Regions from separate parts of the Mus musculus genome. Here region 2 is linked to region 1. Evidence: chromatin contacts called from public Hi-C data. All regions are on one chromosome and are shown on one strand. The core of a region is the stretch at or near the end of the contact, and the rest is flanking DNA. Distances in the headings are between cores, read along the strand shown.

The links. A called contact is a pair of places that touch in the nucleus more often than the background predicts.
Region 2: a Hi-C map of cerebral cortex shows a contact between it and region 1, with 2.9 times the contacts expected there. The contact joins two enhancer-like sites. A contact is called at or near these places in 4 of 39 promoter capture datasets (the 3T3-L1 cell line, HPC-7-derived erythroid cells, embryonic stem cells and 1 more) and 1 of 484 Hi-C or Micro-C datasets (cerebral cortex).

Annotation. Positions count from the first base shown.
Region 1 is chr9:98,014,350-98,021,790 of GRCm38.p6, forward strand. All of the region lies in intron 1 of Clstn2 (calsyntenin 2), which reads right to left. Among named protein-coding and RNA genes, the nearest start is that of 4921534H16Rik, 15 kb to the left of the region's middle. Within about 2 kb of position 4,497, at least 10 of the 459 cell types and tissues checked have an H3K27ac peak or open chromatin away from gene starts, as enhancers often do. A contact at or near this core is called in cerebral cortex, where this site is marked.
Region 2 is chr9:98,384,094-98,391,534 of GRCm38.p6, forward strand. All of the region lies in intron 2 of Nmnat3 (nicotinamide nucleotide adenylyltransferase 3), which reads left to right. Among named protein-coding and RNA genes, the nearest start is that of Rbp1, 35 kb to the right of the region's middle. Within about 2 kb of position 4,213, at least 9 of the 459 cell types and tissues checked have an H3K27ac peak or open chromatin away from gene starts, as enhancers often do. A contact at or near this core is called in cerebral cortex, where this site is marked.

The sequences.
Region 1 (7,441 bases), core at 3,247-5,746:
GGTGGATTTCTGAGTTCAAGGCCAGCCTGGTGTACAGAGTGAGTTCTACGACAGCTATGGCTATACAGGGAGACCCTGTCTTGAAAAACCAAAAAAAAAAGAAAAAACAGAAAAAGAAGAGAGAGAGAGAGAGAGAGAGAGAGAGAGAGAGAGAGAGAGAGAGAGAGAGAGAGAGAGAGAAAGAGAGAGAAACCAGGCAAATGACATAATCCTTTATCATACTGTTTCTCCTCTGGGACACCATCATCTAAGACCCAAGTCATCTCAGAAAGATGAAATATTTTATATATATAGAAGTAGAATCTGATGGTACAATGCTTCATAGGGTACCCACTCTCCCAATATATCAGACATCCTTTGCATAAGGTTGCTGTCTAATCCTGAGTCCATAGAAATGCCAGAAAGGAGCAATGGGCTTCCAGGTGTGTGAATGTGTCTCTGTGGATTCCTAATTGCTCTCTTTTCCCACTGCTCAATGCCTGATATGAGGTATGTCAGGGCCATCCATACCCTCATGTACATCACTTCATCTTGAACAAAAAAAATCAAACTTATTACTTTACCTATTGATGCCCTCCCACACTCTGCAATGGATTTCAGTCTTTTATATATAAATGCATGCTATGCCACAGGACAAATGTAATCACTGAAAGAGAGTAAGGAAAAAGACCAGCAAGCCCAGGCAAGGAAGAAAATGAAGTCTACCCCACTCATCCTGTGATTCCCAGAGAGAGGTATAACATGTACATCCTGTAGACGATAGGCCCTACAAAGAGTGGCCAGGGACACCCCTGGTTCTGACGGGCAGTTTTCCACCTTTGCACACATCACTACAGGTCAAGTATTCTGGTGGCCACAACTCCACAACCCAGTGATTGGGCAACCATTCATACAGACTACCAAATAAGCAAAAGTAATACTTTGTTCTGAACAGTCTCAAGTGAGAGTTGGCCCTGAGCACTTCTGCTGAAGGAAAGTAAGTAGTTAGAGACCCTCTCAAGATGGCTCTGAGACTGCGTGCCTGGGAATGTGGCTGCCCAGCAATGTGCACTGGACCAGATCCTGTAACTCAAGGGCATGAGCAAAATATTATAGACCCCCTCTCCTCCCCAGGACTGGAAACTGAAGTTCTGATGAGAAAGCTGGTCTCAGTTGTATACAGTATACCAGGAAGTCTCTGCTAGCTTTGGGTCTTTAACTACCATCACATCCTGTCTCTGGAACCCTCTCTAACTTCATAACCCCTCAGAACTCTACATGTTCCAAGATCCCTCATTGAATTGCATCATCCACGCCTTTGTCTAACCATGCAGTGGACAGGTCAGATGCCAGGGCTCCATCAGGAATGAAGAAATGAGCCCTGCTCTCTCACAGAGCTTGCTCTCTGGTGAGCCAATCAAGCTTTTCAAATTAAAAAAAGAAAAAAAAAAAGAACAACATAGGAAAGAAATCACAGCAAAAAGGAGAAGATAAAGATTGCATGAACTCTTCCTGAGGCATGTTCAGGTTAAAGATGGAGCCAAATTGAGTTTAGAATGAAAAGCTTAATTTTAAAAGTTATTGAGGATGTGAGTGTTCAAGGACTTCTCTTCCCTGTGGTTGGGCTCTAGAATGGAGTGGGAAGCAGGGCAATGAACCCAGGGTCCTACACAGGGAGCAAGTGAGGCCTCTTGTCCCAAGCTCAAAGAATCCGGTGTAGCAAAACCAAGGCTGGAGAGATGGGCAGTCCTGGACTGTCCTGCCCAGGGGGGACATCTCCTGTAGTCACCTCCCCATCCCCCAGCCTCAGCTCCTGCACTGTGCTCCTGCACAGAGTTATCACTTAATACTTCAATCTGTCATCTTGTTAGCTTCTCTATCAAAACTCAGATCATCTTGAGGACAAAGCTGTTGTTCAAATAGACAACCTTCATTGAAATGTATGCTCCAACTAGGCTGCTAAACCCACGAGGAGGAAGAATGGTGGATTATGAGATAGACATGAGGTTAAGTTCAGGAAATGATATCCTAGCCTGAATAGCTCCTGAGGCAAAAAGCATTCACCAACAAAAATAAATTACGTATTTATTTAATTAAGACCTTCAGCATTTCAAGGAATCCTATTACTGGTGAATGACAATCAGCATTGGCTCAGGGTCTTTGTCATGCAAATGTTGCATTTATGCATCAGCTTTAACCTGTCAGCCATTCACCTTATTGTTTGGAGTGCTTTCTTTCCACTTGCTTCATGGTTATTGCTTTGAACCTGGAAACAGGAAAAAAGGAGAGTCCCTTTCCAAGTGGGACAACCCTTTAGTAGACCTTCTGTGTTGCCATTTCAAAACCAATACTTCAACAGTAAACCAGAACAAAAACTCCTTCAGAGAATAGGATGTGAAGAACAATGCTTACCCCATTCTCCTTGACACCCAGGGCCAGCAGATGTCGCTAACAAGACAGTCATCATGCAGAGCCAAAGGGATGGAGGCCTCTCTGCCAAGCCCAATTCTCATTTCTAAGGCACTCAGATTGTGCAAAAGGGGGACATAAAAAAAGACACATTCTTGTTCCCACTAAGTACAGAATAGAGCCAGGAACACAATTAAGACGGGCACACGCGTGCGTATACACACCACACACACACACACACACACACACACACACACACACACACACACACACATACACACACACACCCAGAGGGAACAAAATATATGAACCCATTATCTCATGAGAGGCTGCTTACAACAGCAAGGCAGAAAGCAAAGGCTCTGACGTCAGTGATCAAGGCTCAAGTACTAGAGCGTTTACTTATAAACTCACCAAAGATTTCCTAGCTGTTTCCTCGACTGCATTAAGATATGCACCTCACAGAGTTCACATGGGTTTGGCACGAGTTGGTGCATGGAAGAATCCAGAACATGCTGGTCTATAGTCCAATGCTCTTCGTGTTAGCTGTGAGGTAGGTTATATGTAACTTAACAAAGAGCAACTGTCTTCAGACTCATATACCCTGACAGCATGCTTTAGCCCTTGGGTCTCGCCAGTCTTCCCAGAACTCTCTTTATAGGTACTCATCCTCTCATAGGGAATATTCCAGGTTGACTCTCCAGTAAATGAATGTCTCTCTCCACCGGTCCTTTCTTGAGGCATAAAGACCATTCCAGATAAGACCAAGGTCGGGTACAATAAATAAATCAAGAAGGAAATTCAAGCCATTCATCAGGGACAGCCATACTTAAGGTACTGCATTAGGAGTAGGATCCAGGCAAGTCCACAAGAAACCTGGCAGATTCTGCTCTGTGCGCTGGAGCCCCGAGCTTCCAGACAATAGGGGGTGCCATCCTTTATTTTCAGGCATCCAGGGAGCCAAGCCATGTATGGATGCCCTCACAGGATCTGGTTAGTTTTCTCAGTAAGGCCCAGCCCTTGAGATATCTCTCCTAACCATCTGAAGAAACATCCAGACGATCTCAACCTCCAGTCAGGTTCATAGACATCACAGAGCAGAGGCAAACTATTGCCACCAAGCCACCTCTCAGTCCTTGGGTCGCAGGACCTAAGATCATAAGAAAGCTGTTGCTGCCCGACTGTCTACGGATTGTCAACAGATAACCACAGCACCGGCCTCTAAGTTTTATAACCTTGAGCTTACTTTATAGCAGCCTCTTCGGCTGAGATTTATTGTGCCCATTTTCGGAGGTGAGAACACGAGTCTGATGCAGTTCTACAACAGCTTCTAAGGAACGTCATCAAGATCCAGAGACAGTACATACGCCGTGCATCAGTCACCCGGAATTAAGAGAACGCTTCTGATAATCAGATGATGGACTCAGTTCCAGCAATTCCTTATTTGCACATATTTTATGTGCTGATAACACCCATCACTGAAAATAAAGTCATTTGTCTGTCAAAAAAAAAAAAAAAGCTAAATCCCCGTGAGCTAGCCACGATACTAGGCTAAGCTGATGGGCTAATTCACATCAAACTGCGCCTGTGACAATGGATCCGTGTATCTAGTCTTTCAGAGAAAGGGCAGGATTTTTATCAGTGAGGATTTCAGTGCCTTGTCTGGAATATTTGAACGGCCATAGTGATTCAGACCTGTGAGCCCTGGAGGCTCTGTGGAGAAGAGGGATTTCAGGTTTGTGGGCTGCTTCATACTGGCCGGGGACATGCTGGTGATAAAGCTAACTGCTTCACAAATTTACTTATAGGTGATCTGAGAAAATACTGAAAATAGACACTCAAGAAATTTGGCTGTGATCAGGGGTGCCAGATGCCCCCCCCCCAGACACTTGCATCACGTGGGCTGCAGGCATCAGGCCTAGCTCAACTCTTTTCATAGCCAGAGGAGGCCTTCATAGCACAGACATGGCTCAAGGACCTGGGGAAGCGCTGTCCTCAAGGAGCCTTCCAAAGCCTGGGTATAGAGAAATACTTTCTACTTCCTCCGAGCCCCGTGTCCATCAGCACTGCACAGTGCTTTTGTTCCAGCAAAGTCTTCCAGGCCCAGATGGTATGAAGGCGGGTTCTAAGTCCTGCACATGAGCACTGAGAGTTCCCAGAAGTCATATACAGCTCTCCAAATGTCCCACAAAGCCTCATAGCTGCCAAGCAAGTCTGGCCGAATGTCTGAAGGCACTGGGTGTTCCAGTCTTGATAGATCTGCCTCAGGGGATTCACAGAGGTACAGCAAGGACACTTTCTGTAAATGGCTTCTTTGCTCAGCCTCTCTCTGTCTGGGTTCCCTCAAAAGGAGACCCCCCGAGTCTAGGCCCCAGAACAGGTTTTGAGGGATGATCTCAGGGAGGATGGAAAGGGGAGCACAATAGTAATACAGGAAGAGAAGGAAGCCAGTTACCACCACAGGCAGCTGGGATGCTGGACCCTCAGATGTCCTCCACCTGCAGGCAAAAGGGTGGAACACATTGGGTTTTGTGAACTCTTGGCAGCCACTGATAAAACCAGGTCCTGGGAGTATAAGTTTCCTAGACCTTGGGATCTGCCATGACTGCAAGTTTAGGACTCTAGTAGCCAGAGGGAAGCCATAAGCAAAAGGCTGACTCTCTTTGGAGTTGGGCTACAGACACAAACAGAGGAGATGTGACCAGGCACTGACAGGCGCGGTTACAATCACTCTCTGTAGAGTGCTTTCTCCATACATGTGCATCTAACACCACAGAGACATTGCTCTCTCCATATACACATCTTCCATCTCTCTGCCTTTGGCTTCCAGCCACCGGCACCACATTGAGCCTGAAGAAAACCCATTCCACAGAGAAGTCAAGACCAAGGCACAGCGGAACATCCTGAAGCTCACTTCCTCTGTAAGGGGGAGGCTTCAGTTTCCAAGCCACTGCTAGCAAGTTCTCCCTGAGGAAGCACCAGCTCTACTCTCCTAGCTCAGCAGACTGGGGGTGGTGGGAGGGCCAGCCGATCTTCATCCACAGCTGGCTATAAGGGAAATATTAGGCCATTTCTAACCAGACTTGGGATCACCTTGTGGTGTAGGAAGGTCTAGAAACAGTCCAGAGTTACATGAAAAATAGAAAATCCCGGTACTCTATAAAACTACAAGTCCAGGACTTCCTGAATAAGGTCCTGGCCTTAACCATTGCCAAACACTGCCATATTGAAAGCTTAGTGTCTGTTTTGAGCATTTTCTACTTGGAAGTGGCCTGCATATATGCAGAAATGCCAAAGTGATGCTAAAATAACACACCCCAACCATCTGTCTTACTCCTCCAAATTGTTGTTTGATGTACTTTTGTCTGGCTGTCAGGAATTTCATAACCCCTTTGGTGCTGTGAGTGAGTGCCTGTGAGTATGTGTGTGTGTGTGCGTGTGTGTGTGTGTGTGTGTGTGTGTGTGTGTGTGTGTGTGTGTAAGTTCACCTATCTCTGAAGCATTTCAGAAGGTGAAAATTTCAGAAAATTACAGAAATTCTCTCTTTCTAAATATACTTCAAGGCTTCATGAAGGAACCAATGTGGCAGATTTGGGTTGGTTGGGAGAGCAGCCTCGGAAAGAAGTATTTAGTAAGTCAAGTCAGAAGAGTGGGTGTGAGGACCCCTCCCTCCCAAGCTTTTCTCCTTATTACATACAGGCTGTCTGTGCGGGAGCTTCCAGGAAAGCCACCTTTAAATTCACAGCTCATCATCTATCATAATTGAAAATATGGTGGTGCATAAGAAATGATGTTGACTTTGGGATCAGAATGTCAACCAGGTCTTTTCATTTCAAAAATCCATGCATCCCTCAGCGGCCTTAAGCTACTATTAGGCTAAAAATTTTATAAACTCAACTCCAAGTCAAATATTACAGGACTACCAAATGTCACCAAACCACTTAGTAAGAGGATGTGGCATTCCCATTAAATCAAACTATCAAGTTGTATTTCATCTCTAAGCTGCTGAATATTTGGCAAAATAGTCTCATCCTTAGCAACACTGCAATCTGATAAGGAAGGGAGAAGGAAGTTTTAATCCCAGCACTCTGGAGGCTGAGGTAGGCAGATCTCCATGAGTTGCTAACCAAGACAGTGTGACCTTTCTCAAAAACAAACACAATCAGGGGAGGTAGGAATAAAACCATCCCTAGGGATTTAAAAACAAAACGAAATCAAAATCTTCCTTCCTCTACCTTTTCAATGAAAGTATTCATCAGCAGGACGTTTCATCTCTGGAATATAAGTGTTGACCCTATGCCCATCCTGTTGTTTGAGTCTACCATCTCCTATTTTTGCCCAATGGATGACAACCACCAAAAATTCATTGCAGCCAGGTTTTACAGCTTCTTATTTACATTTTGTTGCAGACCAAGTCCAGATCATTTTAAATTTTTAGTTTTATATCTGACACAAAGGAGCCACCTACTCCAAAGGAGTGAGGCATGCTGTGGCCCGCCAGCCCCACTTAACACTTCCATGAGTCAAGGACAGGAGAAGCAAGAATCAACATATTGAACCCTCACACACACACACACACACACACAAACACACACACACACACACACACACACACACACACACACACAAATGTCCTCTGGTCTAAAAGATGTTCTAATGTTTGCTTGATAGGCTCCACTCCCAAGATGCCCCGATGCAACTTAGAGGCATGAAGAGTCGTTGGCATGAACAGCCTATGCACATCTACATTACTGATAAAGCAACTGCAAGCTGCTACACTGTTGGAAGCTTCCAGATTTCCCAGTCCATTTTCTTCACCTCTTACATAACTTTGGGGAAGGTACAAGCCTCATAAAGATTTCACGGAGGTTCCTGAGCCCTGCGAACTTATGGGTTTACTATCTCCTTCCATGAGGGAACATCCATAGACCTTGTCTCCTAAGGAACTTAACTGAGTGATCACAGCTACTCTGACTCAGTACGGCGTGAGGCTGGACCAGGCTGGACCAGGCTGGACTGTGGAGAAAGAGCTACACAATACCTGGTCAAGTCA
Region 2 (7,441 bases), core at 2,963-5,462, 370 kb after region 1:
GATGTGGCTCCTTAGATTTTTGCTTTTGCTTTTTCTGTCTCTCTTGTAAATTTCCTAAAAGTTGGACCGTGCTCTACAAAGATGGCCACCACCCACTGATTCTAACACAATTTTATTTTTTTTTAATTTCCAATATTACGAAGACATTAAACAGTGTATTTCCTTAAGAGGTATTGCCCAAGAACAAATGTTGATCATTTAGTGAAGTTGTAAACTAGATATAAGCAGTCAGTGTGGAAGAGTAGCCTATGTACCAAGAAGGAAGCCAGGTAAACAAACAAATCCACCAGAAGAGCAGTATTAGCCTCATGCACTTGGTTCTGATCCGTTCACTCTCAGATTTAGACTCTCTCTCTCTGTCGGCCTCCAGTTATGAGAAATGAGGAATTCTCTCTCCCACTCCTCCATCCTCACGTTCAGCCACACTTCACCCCCCACTACAAGTTCCCAAACAAATCAGCTCACAGTGTTTGCTGATATTGCTACTGCAGACATGTAGGTTAGTGTAGACAGCCTCAACTGGATCACACAGTTCCCTGTCACTCCATTTTCTCTCATAGAAGCTTTGTTTTGTTTTGTTTTGTTTTGTTTTGTTTTGTTTTGTTTTGTTTTCCCAGAGTCAACTGCTCCATTCGCTTGTTCGCCCGGGTTCCTGGTTCTTTACAGCCGTCACTGATTCAGTCCCAGCTGCTTCTCTTGTCTGCCTGGATCCTCCCAAAGCCACTCAACCCGAGACTGGACAGCCAGTCCCCACATTACCAAACTCCATCCACCTGGGGTTTCCTTCTGTTTCCCCAGGATTCCCTTGCCTGTCTGCTGGTCCTGAACCCTGTTTCTTGAATCCTGCGCTTTCTGCTTTTGTTGATTTATGTTCTCATTTTAGAAGCTTTGCATCCTCGGCCATCTTCCTGAGAATCCTGCATAGTGGATAAGGTTGCCAGGACGTTGCATGTGTTTGGAGAAAGATCTTACACAGTGTTCCTAAGGGCAGTAAACCACAGCCCACAAGCCAGATCTGGCCCACAATCTGCTTTGCTTTCATTTTGTGAATTAAGAGGGTTTTTATATTTTCTTTCTATTAATTTTTTTTCAAAATAAAGGGTATCAAGAAAGATTGTACATAGCCTAAAAGGCTTTGCTTGTTTAATCATCTATTCTTAACAGAAAAAAGTCTGCCAGCCGCAGGTTTAATTGGTTGGTAATTGGCCAAACACAGAACTGTGCATTGGAAGTCCTTTTCCTCTCACACTTAGGAGGCTCCTCTCCCTGTCTCCTGGTTCTAAGAAGACAAGAAACTGTCAAGAAGCACACTGCTCCCTGCTTCCCAGCCAGGCATGTTTGACCTATGTTTCCTCCTGGAAACATCTAGGATCTTTAACTTTCAAATTCACGGTCTGGATTCCCATAAGGGGCCGCATGCTGCTGACCTTTTTCTGTTCAAAGCGCTAGCTATCAGCCAGAAATATGTCTTTCTGGTCTAGGAAAAGTGTTTTCCATTTCTTTGGTGATTTCCTCTCCGCTTTTCTGCTCTACCTGGAGTTTCTGTTAACTTCAGCCCACCTCCTGGATGGAAACCTGGTGCTATCTTTTTTCCTAGCATATGATTCTCTTACATTTTTCTTCTAAGTCTTCTAATAAATGACATCACTGCCGAGGACATCTAGCAGATACCAGTTCCAGAAATGCAGGAATCATTTGAGGCATCATCACCTGTCTCCCCAGCATCAGCACCACAGCCAGCGTTCCCAGGGCAGTTGAAGGGCGTTGTTGATTGAACGAGTAGCTTTTAATCTCTAAGAGCTGTGTCTTGTTTCTTTAAAAGGAGCTCTCATTCCTAGTTCTTGGATAGGATATAGTCCCTGACAATATTACTGTAATCTTCTTAACATCTATTTAATTTGTGTGTTGTAGTGAGCTAGCTAGGTCCTGAGTGAATGTATACTACTGACATGAGCACTGCTATGTCAAGACCCCAGTACCTCAGGCCCCATGGGAGTGGCAAAGCTTTCCCTGGATGAGGCTCATAGGGAAGACAAAGCCGTCCTTAGGTTCATGTGCAGATGGTGATATTGTGTGTAGAAAATGTTCACTATGGCTGCCCCCCTCCGCCCCACATCCCCCAGATGTTTATAACCTAGAGGCTGCTCCTACCAAGATTAACTAAACCTGTCTCCTTGCTGAATAAGTATACCATAAATCCCACCTCCCTGTTCAGTTGTATATAAAAAACACGCTGAGGTTCCAGGGTGAAGCTTCTCCATCAGAAAGCTCAGACTGCCCAATGGCAAAGGTGTAGGGATGTGTGCATGTGCGTTGCAAGTGTGTATGGTGGTGTAAGGGTAGAGGACAACCTGCCAGCATCAGCTCTTTTCTTCCGTGATGGAGGCCCTGAGTATAGGATTCAGGTTGTCCGCCTTCATGGCAAGTGCCTTTACTCTTTACTGCACCATCTTGTTTCTCCTGGAAGATTTCTTTTTTCTTTAATTCTCTGTTTCTCTCTGCATTGTCTGTAACTTCCAAAGACCGTTTTCTCCCGACGGCTGTTTTAGTCTCCGTCTTTCATGGTAAGACTCCTTCCCAAATCCATCTTCTCTTATGCTTAACCCGTTATCAGTTGTAATATCAAAATTGCCAGAGGCTGAGTTGTTACAGTTTTGGAGTCTGGAAGCACAAATTGTTGGTCTTCTAATAAAGGCCTCATGCATGCTCTGACACATGACATATAAGAGGTCACATGACAGAAATGAAAACTGGAGACAGGGAAGAGCTGGTCTCATAACAGCTCTCTTGATAATTACTCATTGCATGAAGCATCAATCCCTTCAAACTGGGAACTAATTAGCTCAGGAGGCCCCTCCCCTTAGTGTGAGCCACACTCGCCAGTGAGACACACACAGCACGCTATCAACACATGAGCCTTTGGGAAGATGTGCTCAACCCATAGCTAAACCATAGCAGCCTTCCAGGCATAGTTGCGGGTCAGGCACATGTGTGAAGTGGTGTCAAAACTGCACTGATGGCTTTGTAAGTGCAGGGTCTTCAAATATGAGGAAATGCCCTGGGAATCTGGATCCCTTCCCCGCAGAGACACCACTACTCTGTATTCTGGAAGACAAACTCAGATGCTCTTGTCTAGGTGTTTCTTTCCCCCACTTCAGGAGTCATAGTTCTCTCTGGTCCAACCTAGTCAGAAAGCTCATGTGTTGCCTGCCAGGGTGGGAGATTTAAGCTAGGCACTGGGATGGCTAAGGTTCCTTAGAAAAACTCTCAACTGGTCCTGCCTTCTCCCTTCATTGAGCCCCAGCCCGTAGAGTTGACTACTTCTCCATGTCCCAGTTCACTCCGGGCTTTGGCTGGCCTTATAACTTACTTTCTATTGCATCTGCTGCCCACTGGCTCTGGCCGGTCTCTTACCATCCCTCGGTGCTCCAGATTGGCTTTGCTTAACTATTGCTTTCTCTTTCACACCCCACCACCATCACCCCTGCCTGTGATCTCAACTTTATCTTATTCCCCCCTTTTCCATCTTACTCATTTCCAGAGGGAGTGGAAGGAAACAAGGAACCCTATCTGCCACGCTAAATTCACAGCCCTGAATTGCTTCAACAGCCCCAAGATGAGGTCGGTAAAACCTAATACTTACGGATGTTACCCAGGAAGAAATAACAATCCCGTGTCCTTTAGGGGCTCTCAGTTTCTTGGGGGAAAGACAAGGGCAGACTGATGAAATCATACACGGGCTATAATGGAAGGGAGGGTGAGCAGCAGGAGGGTCACAGGAGAGGTCCTTGAGTGGATTGGAAGAGCAAGGGACAGTTCACATGGCAGGCTGCACTGTGGTTGCAGCCAAGAACAGCATGGAAGGAAAATAGCTCAGACTCGTGGCCCATTTGGAAGGCGTGAAGCAGCCTTAGCTCAAAGTGTTATTTTGATTGACTGTTCTCTCCCGGCTGCTATAAAAGAGCATTGATTTCTCTATGTGTGACCTGCTATCAAATGAGCTACCCCATCAGAAAGGACACCTGACTGTCCAGGACAACCAGCAGAGTGGCAAGTGTGGCTTTGTCCTCCTGCCCTGCTTTCCTATAAATGGGAGATTAACAGGGAAGATCAAATGTATGTAGATTGCCCCCAGAGAGTCCTCCTAGGCCCCATTTCTTCTTAACAGGAAAATAGAAAGAAAATGGAACACAGATGTGCAGGGATGTAACGTACTTTGCTTTCTTTAATGCTTCACACGTGTTGAAGAAAAAGTTCTAATTTTAAGCCAAGTCTATTACAGGTCAGCTCCAAGAGCAGCTTAAGCATCTTCATTCTGGCCCTAAAAAGATGCACCCGGTCCTCTCTTCCCAAGATCACAGGTGTGAGCTTCTGTCTGCTCTGCCTACACTATTGAAGCTTCCCAGCATCTCTTGGCTCAGGCTGCGTCCCAGATGCTGAGCCTGGGCTCACCATGGTCCCTGAACTCTGTACCCTCTGACTGCTCGTTCTTAACCTCCTTTGCCACCATTTTCCAAAGAACCTTGGGAATTTGTGACTCTCCCCCTCCTCCCCCCCGAGGCCCCCTGAAGCCGAGGGAGAGGTGTTTTCTGAGGCACACTGCCTACACATAGTACCCTCCAGTTCTGCTCTGCTGTTCGTTCACACTGGCGTGGGCTAGTGTGAGATGCCTTTCTCGCAGAATTCCATCAGGACAGCAAAACAGGAGACTGTCAGCCCTACAGCTTCCAGACTTAGCTGTGTCCCTTAGCTGTACCCATCTGTCCCATCTGTCCTAGTTAGGTTTCTGTCTCTGTGTTATAAACCAAAAGCAGCTTGGGAAGGGCAGGGTTTGCTTGGTTTGTAGACTACAGGCCATCATCAAGGGAAGCCAAGACTGGAACTCAGAGCAGGAATCCGGAGGCAGGAACTGAAGCAGAGGCCACAGAAGAATACTGCTTACTAGTTTGCTTCTCCTGAGTTGCTTTCTTATACACCCCAGGACCATCTAACCCTGGAGTGGTACGACCCACAGTAAACTGGGCTCCAAACTGATCATTAATCAAGAAAATGCCCTACAGAGTTGCCTACAGGCCAGTTTGATGGAGGTAGTTGTACAGTTGAGATTTCCTCTTCCCACACATACCTGTGTCTGTATCAACATCAAGCCAACCAGCATATCACCCAGCCTCATCACCAACATGGCTCCTGGCTGAAAGGTACCAGAGCATGGCCACGTTGTGACTCATGTGGTACTCAAGGAACCACAAACCCTTCCTGGTTCTTCTCTGCTCCTGTTTCCCAGTGTACTACAGCCCAGAAAGGGCCTTTCCTCTTTCTTTCTGTGCCCTCCTCTTCCTGCTACTCTCTGGACTCTAGGAAAATCCTGTGCTTAGATACTAGCTTGGGTTGTCCATCAACAAGCCTGGCCCTTTGCAGCAAGAGCACTCACCTTCGCACATGCTTGCATTGCAAGGAGTTTCAGGAGCCACTTCTGGAACCAGAAGCTGAATGCTACTCCCTCATTCTCAGCTGCTTCCTTCCGTCCTCCAGACCGTGGAACATCAGAGTCCAGGGTGGAGGGATCAAGGCATCCAAGTTGTCCTGGGATAGAAAATGCATTTGGGAGCTTCTAGTTTCCAGGAGAAGGCTACACTCTTTGGAGCATCCACTAGCACAATGAGAACATCTTTCAAGCTTCACTTTTAAAGCTAAAATGGTGAGCTATTAAACATCTGTAGCCACCAAAGTAAGCAGCTTACTGTGATATATAGCATGGACCCACTGCTTACAGATGTCAGTCACTCTAGGAGGCCAGATGAGATCTGGCAGCCTGGAAAAATCAGTGCTGGCTTAATCCCCACACCAGTGTCTGTCTGTCTGTCTGTCTGTCTGTCTCCCCCTCCCTCCTCTCTCCCCTCCCACTTCTCTCCCCCTCCCCCCTTTCTCCCCCTTCCCCCTCTCTCTCCCTCTCCCTCACCCCCTCTCTCCCCCCTCTCTCCCCCTCACCTACTCTGTCCCCCTCCGTCTCCGTCTCCCTCTCCGTCCCCCCTCTCCCTCTCTCTCTCTGACAGAGGATTGAGAATTTCTATGTTAAGTACCTTAATATGACCTCACAACTCCCCACCCTGACCTGAAAGAGAGCTTTATGGCACTACCAAGTATCTGGTCCCATGCTTAAAATTAAGTGGACTAAATCAAACTAAATTAGATAGTGTGGAACTTACCACCATCCCCAAAAGCTTATAAAAGCAAGCGCATCCCCTTTGTTCATTCTTCTTGTTCGTGCTCAATCCTTCCCATCCTCCTGAAGAACCCTTTCCTGTCACTTTGCCCATGGTTGGCTCTCTTTCTCTCTTTTACTTTAAGCTGTTTCTCTTAATGCATCTCATCTCCATGCTTTAAAGGGGACTTTCCCATCAATGTCCAGTCACACTGACTGCCTCTGATGTGTTGGGCTGTCCCCTTTTATGCCTCAGCATACCTATCTCAGTTCTGTCTCAGGACTCCACACAAATAACTGTTAGGGACATTAGCCAGCAAGCATCTAAAAACCAAGCACAAGAGAGGCAAAGACATATGGATGCGAACAAAAGATGTAAAAATAGCATGTAGAGATGCTAAGATTTTTAATCAAGTGAAGAAACTGAAACACATATTTAAAAAATAAAAGAAAACTATGACAGGTAACATAGCAGATTTTTGAAGAACCAATAACTATGAAAGTTTAAAAGTTCAATGATGACCCACTAAGACATAATAACCCTGAATATGCGCACACCAAGAACAGAATCATAAAGCACATGAAGTGAAAGCAGAGTTGGGAGAAAACTATCAAATTCACGATTGTAAGTGAACACGAACTCCTGGCCTTCACTGCTACCAGGCAGAATACAAGATGAAAGGCATTCAGGAAGGCTATAGAACTGTTCTTCTCTCTCTAGCTGAACTCGGTAGAGCCCAACAGCCAGTGTAGGCAAATCCATTTTTCTCAAGCACAATTGGAAAATTCAATGAATCATCCCCTGAACTAAGAAGCATAGCTTAAGAGACCTAAAATGATTGAAATCATATAATCATACATATAATATATGGTCTTTGTTCCTAGTGGGTCAAGCTGATAGTAAAAAAGACAACACAAAAATATTAAAAGACTAGAAAAGTTTAAATATATGGAACTGTGTGGAAATGAAATCATAGCCAATTACAATGTTGGATGCATTTAAAATGCTTCAAGGAGGGGAAATATAGCACTAAACGCTTATATTTGAGTGGGAAGAAAAGGCTCAAAGAGTAAAAGGTACCCGCATAAGTGAGGAAGACATGAAAGTTTACCTATATTCTTGGGGCACGCTTGCCAACAAAGCACACCCCAGTTGTGTTATAGTTTGAATCTGAAATAGTCCCCACAGGCTTGTGATTTGAATGTTTGCTGCCCAGCTTAGTAACAATATTTGGGGAG